Linked DNA regions of Oryctolagus cuniculus: all the other regions are linked to region 3. The links are chromatin contacts, called in public Micro-C maps. All regions are on one chromosome and are shown on one strand. The core of a region is the stretch at or near the end of the contact, and the rest is flanking DNA. Distances in the headings are between cores, read along the strand shown.

Region 1 (2,700 bases), core at 86-2,585, 210 kb before region 3:
CCGCGGGGCAGCTGGGAGCCCGGCCTCCCTGGCTGGGCCTGGGGTCGCCGGTGTGTCCATCCACAAAGTGGGCGGGCCCACCATGCGCCCGTCACGGAGCGGGGCAGCTGCTCTCCCACCTCTGCATCTCCACCCGGAGCAGGGGGGCTTGTCACTGTGCAGGAGTAACCCCGGCTTGGAGCTCCCCCCAGCCTAGCCGCTGAGGTCTGGGGGCCGGATCCGGGCTGTGGGCCCCTCTGGGCTGGCGGGGAAGGGCTCAGCGGGGCAGCTCACATCTTAGATTCTTTTTCCGGGAACTTGTCCCCCACCCCGCGGCCAAGCCAAATCGCCCAGGGCAGTTCAGGCCACACCCCCCCCCCCACGTCGGACCGTCCTGCCCCAGCCCTGGCCTCCTGCGTGCTCAGAACGAGCTGACCGGTCCCCCCTATCCGCCCACGTCCCAGCCGTGTCCCCCGAGCTTTTCTCCCTCCCTTGGGAGCCACAGGAACAGATAAGGAGCCAGGGAATGCAGGCAGGGACTCTGGGGAGGAAGAGGGGTTGTGCCTGGGCCTCCCGGGGCGGAGCCCCCCCCCCCCCGGGGGGAGCAGAGGCATCCTGGGCAGAGGGAACAGCACCCAGCTTGGCACCAGCGCAAGCCCGAGACGCGATGCGGGGAGACGGACAGTTTTCTCCTGAACGGCCCAGGGCGGTACTTGTGGCCGGGAGCACCCCCCCCAGAGGACCCCACTTCCGCTGCCTGGGCGGGAGGGCGCAGGCAAGCCCTGAGCCTCTGTGTCCTGATCTGTAGATGGGGTGGGGGAGGGCGACGTGTGCTTTGCTGGCTTCTATGGAGACTAAGAGATCTTGCCCGTGGAGTGTCCAGCAGAGGCTGGTGCTCGGCATGGGCCAGTCTGTCCTCAGAGACACAGGCAGGCCCGGAGACCCGTCCCCAGCCAGCCCAGCAGGGAGGGAAGGTCGGCCTGGGTCTCCCAGCCTGGCCACGGGGCAGTGCTGGGGGCCGAGGGGGACAGGCTGACGCGGTTCCCCAACAGCCAAGGCTGAGGCTCCAGGTCAGAGGGCCCAGCAGGGCCCTGGGAAAGCCCAGGCAGGGGCCGGGGGGGGGGGCAGGGGTGCAGCCAGAGAAGGCGGCCAGAGGCAGCCTGGCCCCAGCCTCCGGGCCTGCGCCTCTCTGCCTGCTCGGGGTTGACCGTGACACCTGCTCAGGACGCAAACGTTTTAGAAAGCATCCTCGCCGGCCGCCTGTGCCGCCGGCCGCCCGCCCCACCCGCCCTGGTGTCCCGGAGCTGTGGCTCCTCTGCTCCCAGGCCTGCCGGGCTCCCGCTTTCCAAGGGCTCTGCAGCCGGGCGGCCTCAGCCGGCACTGCCAGCTCCGCCCTCCTCCCAGCCGCGCCCTCGCCGCCCGCCCGGGCCCTCCGGGTTGCCAAGACCAGCCTGCCCGGTCTCCCGGCCTCTGTGCCCCCGCCCCCTCCCCAGCAGACCCCAGTGCAGCTCGGGGCGCTGGCAGGGAGCCGCGGCGCCGCCTTCCCCGCCTCTCCTCACTCTCCCTGGGGAGCCGTGAGCCCCTCGAGGCTGGGCCCTGCCTTGCTGTCCTGCAAGGGCTTCGCGCGAGAACATCTCTCGTCTTCATGAACGTAAATTGCTTTTCCCAAAGGGAGTCGGGCTCTACGCTAGCACGTCAGGGCTCCCCGCCGCGTGTCCTTGGGGGGTGACCTGCCGTCTCTGAGCCCAGGACACCTGGAGGACAGCCCAGCACCGTGGCACCGGCAAGGGGCGGCCGGCACCCGTTCTCTGTACTTGGCCTTGTCCTAGCCTCCTTCGGACTTGTCCGAGCTTGGGCCAGGCTAGGACTCCACGCCCGGCTCTTCCCACTCCAACGCTTCCTTCCCTCTGTGTGTCTGGTTTGCAGACACAGGAGACCAAGGTCGAGAGAGCCCACGCTGACCGCCCAGGGTCACGAGGCCCCGCGGGAGTGAAGCCAGGAAGGACCTGCCCCCTCCCCTGCCCGCTGCCCAGCGGTGACCCAGGCAGAGGCCTGGCGGGCCTGGTGCTTTCCCCAGGTGAGGCTGTGCCATGCCTACCCGGGCACTGGTAGGGCTTTCCCCCCCACTCCCGGGGGTGCAGGGGAGCTCAGGCGGGGGCAGAGCCAGTGGCTGCTGACCACAGACCACCGCCAGCCTTTGGCGGTGCTGCAGCAGCGCTGGGCGGGGGAGGGGCAGCGCTCCCCTCCCCCAGCCCCCAGGGCCGCCAAGAACATCTGGGGGCCCTCCCCAGCCCTGGCCCTGCGCAGCCTGCCCAGCTGCGTCTCTGAGCCGCACCCAAACTCTTCCCAGCTTTGCCAGGGAGACTGGAAACTTCTGCTCAGCAGCTTGGCTTGGGGTGATTTCGACACCGGCTCGGCGGGGGGCTGGGGGGCGGGTCCTGGGAAATCTCAACAAACAACAGCGCGGCGGCGGCGCACTCGCCATGTGCCAGGCTCTATGCTAAGCCCAGGCCTGCAGAGCCTCATGGAATCTTCCAGAACCCAGGAGAGGCTGGCGCCGAGCAGCCAGAGGGGGCGCGGGTGACTCGGGGTGGGGGGTGAAGGCCACACAGCTGGGAGCATGCAGGGACATCCGGGTCACCAACCAGCTGGGGGGGACAAGCGGTGCTGGGCTGGGGGTCCCTGAGGGAAACCCAGGTGCACAGAAGCCCACTGCGGCAG
Region 2 (2,851 bases), core at 251-2,750, 240 kb before region 3:
CCCTTTCCCTCTCTCTCTTTGAAACTTTCAAGGCCCTCAGGGTCCGTGCCGGGGGAGGTGAATTCACCCTTCTTACAAAAGGGCTGGGGGTGGGGCTCCCCCATGTGACAGTGCCCCCCCACGTGAGGACCCAGCGGAGGGCAGGGGGCAGCTGTGCCTTCCAGGTCTGGGCTCCTGGCCTGTTGGGGGGGCAGCAGGAGGGGACGAGGACACCTCCCGGGGCCCAAGTGGCCCTGCCCCTCCTGCCCCCCGCGGCTCTCACCCCTCTGCTCCAGACCCCGAGCTCCCTGAGGGCGGCCAGGGGCTCAGTAAGTACCCTCTGCGGTGACGGCCTCGCAGTGCTTAGCACAGTCCTCGCCGCGTAGAGCAAAACCCAAACAAGTCCTTGCCTGCAGAGCAAACCCAGACCTCGGCGCCGAGCCCCTCTGGGTCGCTCCTTCCTTGGTGAGAACGGCGAGGAGGGGGGAGGCCGGGGAGGGGCCCGCACTAGCAAGGAAAGTTCTGGAATCAGGTGGCTGGGGGCAGCCCAGGAGGTGTGGGAGCGGCCCCTCCCCAGGCTCTTCCGGGCCCTGGAGCCCTGTGCACCTGACACCCGGTAGGTTCCAGCAACAAACGGGGTGTGGAAATTAATTTCTTAAATTATTTGGGGGGGGGGTGAGAGCGAGCGCGCGCCAGGATTAGGCCAGGCTGTAGCCGGGAGCCCGGAGCTGCGGGTCTCTGGGCTGCTCGCAGGTGTCTAGGGACGCGGGCATCCCAAGGGAGACAACCCCTGCGCCCCACAACGCCTGCCCCGGGACGGGGGTTTGGAACCTTTGCACCCCTCCCCAGACAGCGGTCCCCCGAGTGTCACATACAACCTCATAGACCCCCCAAGGTGACCCCAAAACGCCAGCTTCAAGTCGGACTGCGGGCGACACTGCGGTGGAAGACGGGAGGGGGCGCGGTCCCTGCGGGCCGCCTTCCAGCTCCGAGCGCCACCGCCTTCCTGGCAAGGGCCGCGCGGCTTCCCGGCGGAGGCGGCCCGCCGAAAGGTTGCATTTGCACAAAGCGCGGCGCGCAGCCGGCGGGGCCGCGGGCGGAGGAGGGAAGGGGCCGAGCCTGCGGCGGCGGCGGCTGCCCGAGGGGCTGGAAAAGTCCCCGCGGGCTGCGCGGCCAAATACCAGCCCGCCCGCCTCCCGCGGGAGCCGCCGCCGCCGCCCGGCTTCACGGCTCGGCTTTTCTGCCCCAGAAAGCAGGCCGCCCCCTCTCCCCCGGCCCCGCCGGCCCGCAGCCTGAGCCCCTCTCCCGCAGGAGGGCCCCGCCGGCCCGCCGCCACGTCCAAGGACGCCCCGGCCGCCCGAGCTCTGGGCGGGGTCCGCGCGGGGCACCGGCCGGCCGCTCAGCTCCGGCGTCCGCTGGGGGGCAGGCACCCGGTGGCGGGGTGTCCACTGCGCGGCTCCCACACCTGCGGCCGCCTGGAGCAGCCTTCCGCTTCCACAGCGGGGCTGGCCGGTGCCTGGGTGTGAGGCCCAGCACCCGGCCTCGGTTCCCCATCCCTGCCCCACCCATTCCTCCTCTCTCCCTCCCTCTCTCCTTCTCTCCCTCTCTCTGCCCTCTCTCCCCTCTCCCTCTTTCCTTCTCTCCCTCGCTCCTCTCTCTCTTTCTCCTCTCTCTCTCCCTCTCTCTTTCCCTCCCTCTCTCCCTCTCTTCCTCTCCTCCTCTCCCTCTCTTCCTCTCCTCCTCTCCCTCTCCTCTCTCTCTCTCTGCCCTCTCTTTTCCTCCCTCTCCCTCTCTCCCTCCCTCTCTCCTCTCTCTCTCTTTCTCTCCTCTCTCTCTCTCTCTCTCTCTCTTCCTCTCTCCCTCCCCCTCTCTGGACGAACTGGCTATGTCTGAGCACACGGTATTTATTCTCTGCCTACTGGAGACCAACCACGTCCCAGGCTCTGCACTGGGCCCTGGAGACTGCCTGGGCCGAACCCCAAACAGCCCCCGCTCTGTGGGGGGGGGGGAGCCTCTGCAGGCAGAGCGGAGGCTGCTGGGTAAGGAGGTTTAGAGCCACCTCCCATGGTCCAGCAGATAGAGGGTTAAATTCTGCTTTCCTGAGCCGCCCACTTGGGACACAGGCATCCCACATGGAGGGGGAGAGAGAGAGAGAGAGAGAGCTCGCACACGAGCCAGCTGGAGCCCCCCAGCTCCCCCAGTTCCAATCCAGTTCCCTGCTGATGCGCCTGGATGATGGCCCAAGTCCTTGGGCCCCTGCACCCACGTGGGAGAACTGGATGCAGTTCCTGGCTCCTGCCTTTGGCCTGGCTCAGCCCTGGAAGGTTCTCTCTCTCTCTCTCTCTCTCTCTCTCTCTCTCTCTGTAACTCTGCCTTTTGCATAAATAAAACAAGACCGTGCTCCGGCTTCCGTGAGCCTGTTTGCCCAGCTGTGGAGCAGGGCCGGAGAGCAGGAGTGAGCTCTGGGGCTCGGCCCGGAGCTCGGCAGGCCAGCAGCGGCGTGCTCCGTGGGAAGCTTATTTCTCTGCAGAGAGCCCACGAAAAGCTGGAGCCGGTGCCGCCTGGAGACAGCCTCGGGGGAGGCGCCGGAGCGCCCGGTGCCCAGGCTGGGCTCAGCGCAGCAGGTGCACACGCATCCGCAGGGCATGACGTTCCCAAGGTCACATACGCTGCCACCAGTCGTGGCTAACAGGGGAAGCTTGGCTCAGGAGACAGACGCCTGCAAGGCACTGCCCTCTGTGTGTGAACCAGCGAAGAAGCAGGCGGCACAGGGGCTGCTTCCCAGGAGAACCGGCCCTGCCGAGCCCGCGGGGCCCCTCGGGAGACGAGTGAGACCCCTGGAGCTGCGGGGCGTCTCAGAAACAGGTCAGCG
Region 3 (2,730 bases), core at 10-2,509:
CAGGGAGCTGCTGCCGCCTGCCCCTCTCGGCGGCCTCTGGCTTCTCCAGCAAGGATAAAACTTTGCCGATGGAAGTCAAAAAGCTGCCATTTTAGCGCTGAAATCTCCCGGCTGGCCCCAGGCCCCTCGGCGGGCCCGGGGGGCTTGGTCCCTTCACACAGGCCCCCTCCTCCACGAGGGCGCAGGAGCCCCAGCCCGTTGGGGCCTCCCCCCTGCGCAGCCCGCTGCCAGGCCCAGCTCCCTCCAACTCCACCCTCCCGCGCCAGGATCACGGGGCCGCGTGAGCTTCACTCTGGACAAGGCCCGGTGAGCAAACCAGCCAGGCGCAGGCGCAGGGCCTGCTCGGCTTCCAGGGGCACGGAGGGGAGCCCCAAAAGAGCACGGGGGGCTGGAGCAGTGCCAGCGGCAGGGCCAGGAAAGCCGGGGGCTGCCCCCCCCCAGCCGCACCAGGCCCAGGCCTCGAGTCCTTGAGAAGGAGACTGCAACTCTGGGAAAGGCAAACAGAAGAGGGGGAAGAATCGGGGGCGAGAAGACAAAAAAAATGAGCTCATTGCAGCCACAAAGGGAGGCGCGGAGCGGGCTGCAGGCCCGCGGTGACCCCAGGGGAATCGGTGAGTCAGAGCAGCCATATTGAGCAGGAAATCACTCCCAGACGCCGTTCCTGCTGCACTCCCCAGAGGCCGGCCTTTGTAAGCGGGGCCTGTCAGCAGGGGAGGGGGGGCGGGGCGGGGCTCGCACAGCGCCTTCCTGTCAGCTCCCTCCCTCCCAGCTGAAACCCGATCCCTCCCTTCCCAAAACTCCAAATTTAGAAGCCAGATTGAAACTGAAATTCTTTTCCTGCCTGCCCTGGGCTCTTAAAGGCGCCGGGGCCGCATTTCCCGCGGCAGCCGAAGCCCTCCCAGGTGGAGGCCCTGTGCGGGAGCGCGGGCAGGGGCTGGCCCCTCTCCCAACTTCCCGGCTGCACCGGCCCTCCAGGGCCGACAGTGCCCCGTCCTGCACACGGGAGCCGGGCCGGCCACTCACTCACCCCGGAGGGACTGCAAAACACCGCCCACTGCTCCGAGGAGCAAGGGGGCCAGCGGCGGCCACACAGGCCTGGCGGAGGCTGGCCCCGGCCCCTCCTGGGCTCTGGGGCCGCCCTCCTGGCACCAGCGTCTAACACCAGGCCCAAGAGCCCGGAGCCCAGGAGAAGCCTGGCCTTGCAGGAAATGTGCTGAGCAGCCACAAGCTGCGCCCGCCCCTTCCTCCGGCTCCGGTCTCCCTCACTTAAAGCCACGAAAGCCTCTCCCAGTCCAGTGTGGCTTTAGTGCCACCTAGTGGTCAGCACAGCCTTCCAGCAGAGGACTGGAGCCCTGACTCGGGGAAGCTTTGGGCCCAAACAAGCAGAAACGCCAAGTTTCCACGTGGCATCAGCTCCCCTGCCGAGGCCCGGCCTGCCCTGCCTCCCCACAACTACTGACAGGGTTCTCTGCGTCGGTAACTCTGCCTTTTAAATAAATAAATAAATGAACCTTTAAGGGGAGGGGGGCTGGCACTGTGGTGTAGCGGGTGAAGCCCCCGCCTGCAGTGCCGGCATCCCATACGGACACCGGTTCGAGTCCCGGCTGCTCCACTTCCAATCCAGCTCCCTCTTAATGGCCTGGGAAAGCAGATGGCCCAAGTGGGCCCCTGCACCCACGGAGGAGACCCAGATGAAGCTCCTGGCTCCTGGCTCTGGACCAGCCCAGCTCTGGCTGTTGCAGCCATCTGGGGAGTGAACCAGCGGATGGAAGACCTCTCTCTGTCTGCCTCTGACTTCCTGTAACTCTGCCTTTTCAAATACATAAATCTTAAAACAAACAAAAAACCCAACACCGACAGGGACGCAGGAGCTTGGTCAGCCACCAGAGGGCGCCAAACAGCATAGCCTTCCAGGCCCAAGCTGCCAGCTGGGAGCGGACTGCACCCTCTCCCGGCCCTGCTCCTCCAGCTCACGGGGTCTCCTCACTCTACTCCCAGGAGAGCAGCGCGCGGCTGGCTGCCCGAGGCCCCCACCTCGAGTCCGCCGCACTGCTGAAGGCAGCAGAACCGGGAGCGGAGCGCTGGCCACCCGGCCGGCAGCCCCGGCCGCATCTGCTGACTCGGAAAAACCGAGTCGTTCCCCTCTGGCATCTGGAGCTCGCAGCCGCCTGGGCCGCTGCTGACCAGACCAGGAGCTCGGAGCAAGGCCGCTCCGGCAGCCTCTCCCTCTGCGGGGCTCGGCGGTCACGGGTGTGCGGTGTCCGGGAGGTGACCAGCAAGGCTGCAGCCCGCACGCGGGCGCCTGCGAAATGCAGGAGACGACCCCTCTGCAGGCAGCAGAGCCAAGGCCACTGGGAGCCGCGCGGTGTGTGTGTGTGGTGTGCGGTGTGTGTGTGGTGTGCGGTGTGTGTGTGCGGTGTGTGTGTGCAGTGTGCAGTGTGTGTGTGCAGTGTGTGTGTGCAGTGTGCAGTGTGTGTGTGCAGTGTGTGTGTGCGGTGTGTGTGTGCGGTGTGTGGTGTGCAGTGTGTGTGTGCGGTGTGTGTGTGTGTGCGGTGTGTGGTGTGCAGTGTGTGTGTGTGCAGTGTGTGTGTGTGGTGTGCAGTGTGTGTGTGCGGTGTGTGTGTGTGTGCGGTGTGTGGTGTGCAGTGTGTGTGTGTGCAGTGTGTGTGTGTGGTGTGCAGTGTGTGTGTGCGGTGTGTGTGTGTGTGCGGTGTGTGGTGTGCAGTGTGT

Evidence for each region. Hi-C and Micro-C count contacts between places; a contact is called where the count stands out from the background.
Region 1: a contact with region 3 is called in a Micro-C map of ear pinna, with 6 times the contacts expected there. The contact joins two enhancer-like sites. A contact is called at or near these places in 2 of 6 Hi-C or Micro-C datasets (ear pinna and psoas muscle).
Region 2: a Micro-C map of ear pinna shows a contact between it and region 3, with 2.6 times the contacts expected there. The contact joins two enhancer-like sites. A contact is called at or near these places in 2 of 6 Hi-C or Micro-C datasets (ear pinna and skin fibroblasts).

Annotation. Positions count from the first base shown.
Region 1 is chr1:232,460,161-232,462,860 of mOryCun1.1, reverse strand. No RefSeq gene overlaps it. Among named protein-coding and RNA genes, the nearest start is that of C1H9orf50, 77 kb to the left of the region's middle. Within about 2 kb of position 1,335, at least 4 of the 8 cell types and tissues checked have an H3K27ac peak or open chromatin away from gene starts, as enhancers often do. A contact at or near this core is called in ear pinna, where this site is marked.
Region 2 is chr1:232,495,695-232,498,545 of mOryCun1.1, reverse strand. No RefSeq gene overlaps it. Among named protein-coding and RNA genes, the nearest start is that of C1H9orf50, 42 kb to the left of the region's middle. Within about 2 kb of position 1,500, at least 3 of the 8 cell types and tissues checked have an H3K27ac peak or open chromatin away from gene starts, as enhancers often do. A contact at or near this core is called in ear pinna, where this site is marked.
Region 3 is chr1:232,251,585-232,254,314 of mOryCun1.1, reverse strand. All of the region lies in intron 8 of PTPA (protein phosphatase 2 phosphatase activator), which reads right to left. Among named protein-coding and RNA genes, the nearest start is that of PTPA, 22 kb to the right of the region's middle. Within about 2 kb of position 1,259, at least 7 of the 8 cell types and tissues checked have an H3K27ac peak or open chromatin away from gene starts, as enhancers often do. A contact at or near this core is called in ear pinna, where this site is marked.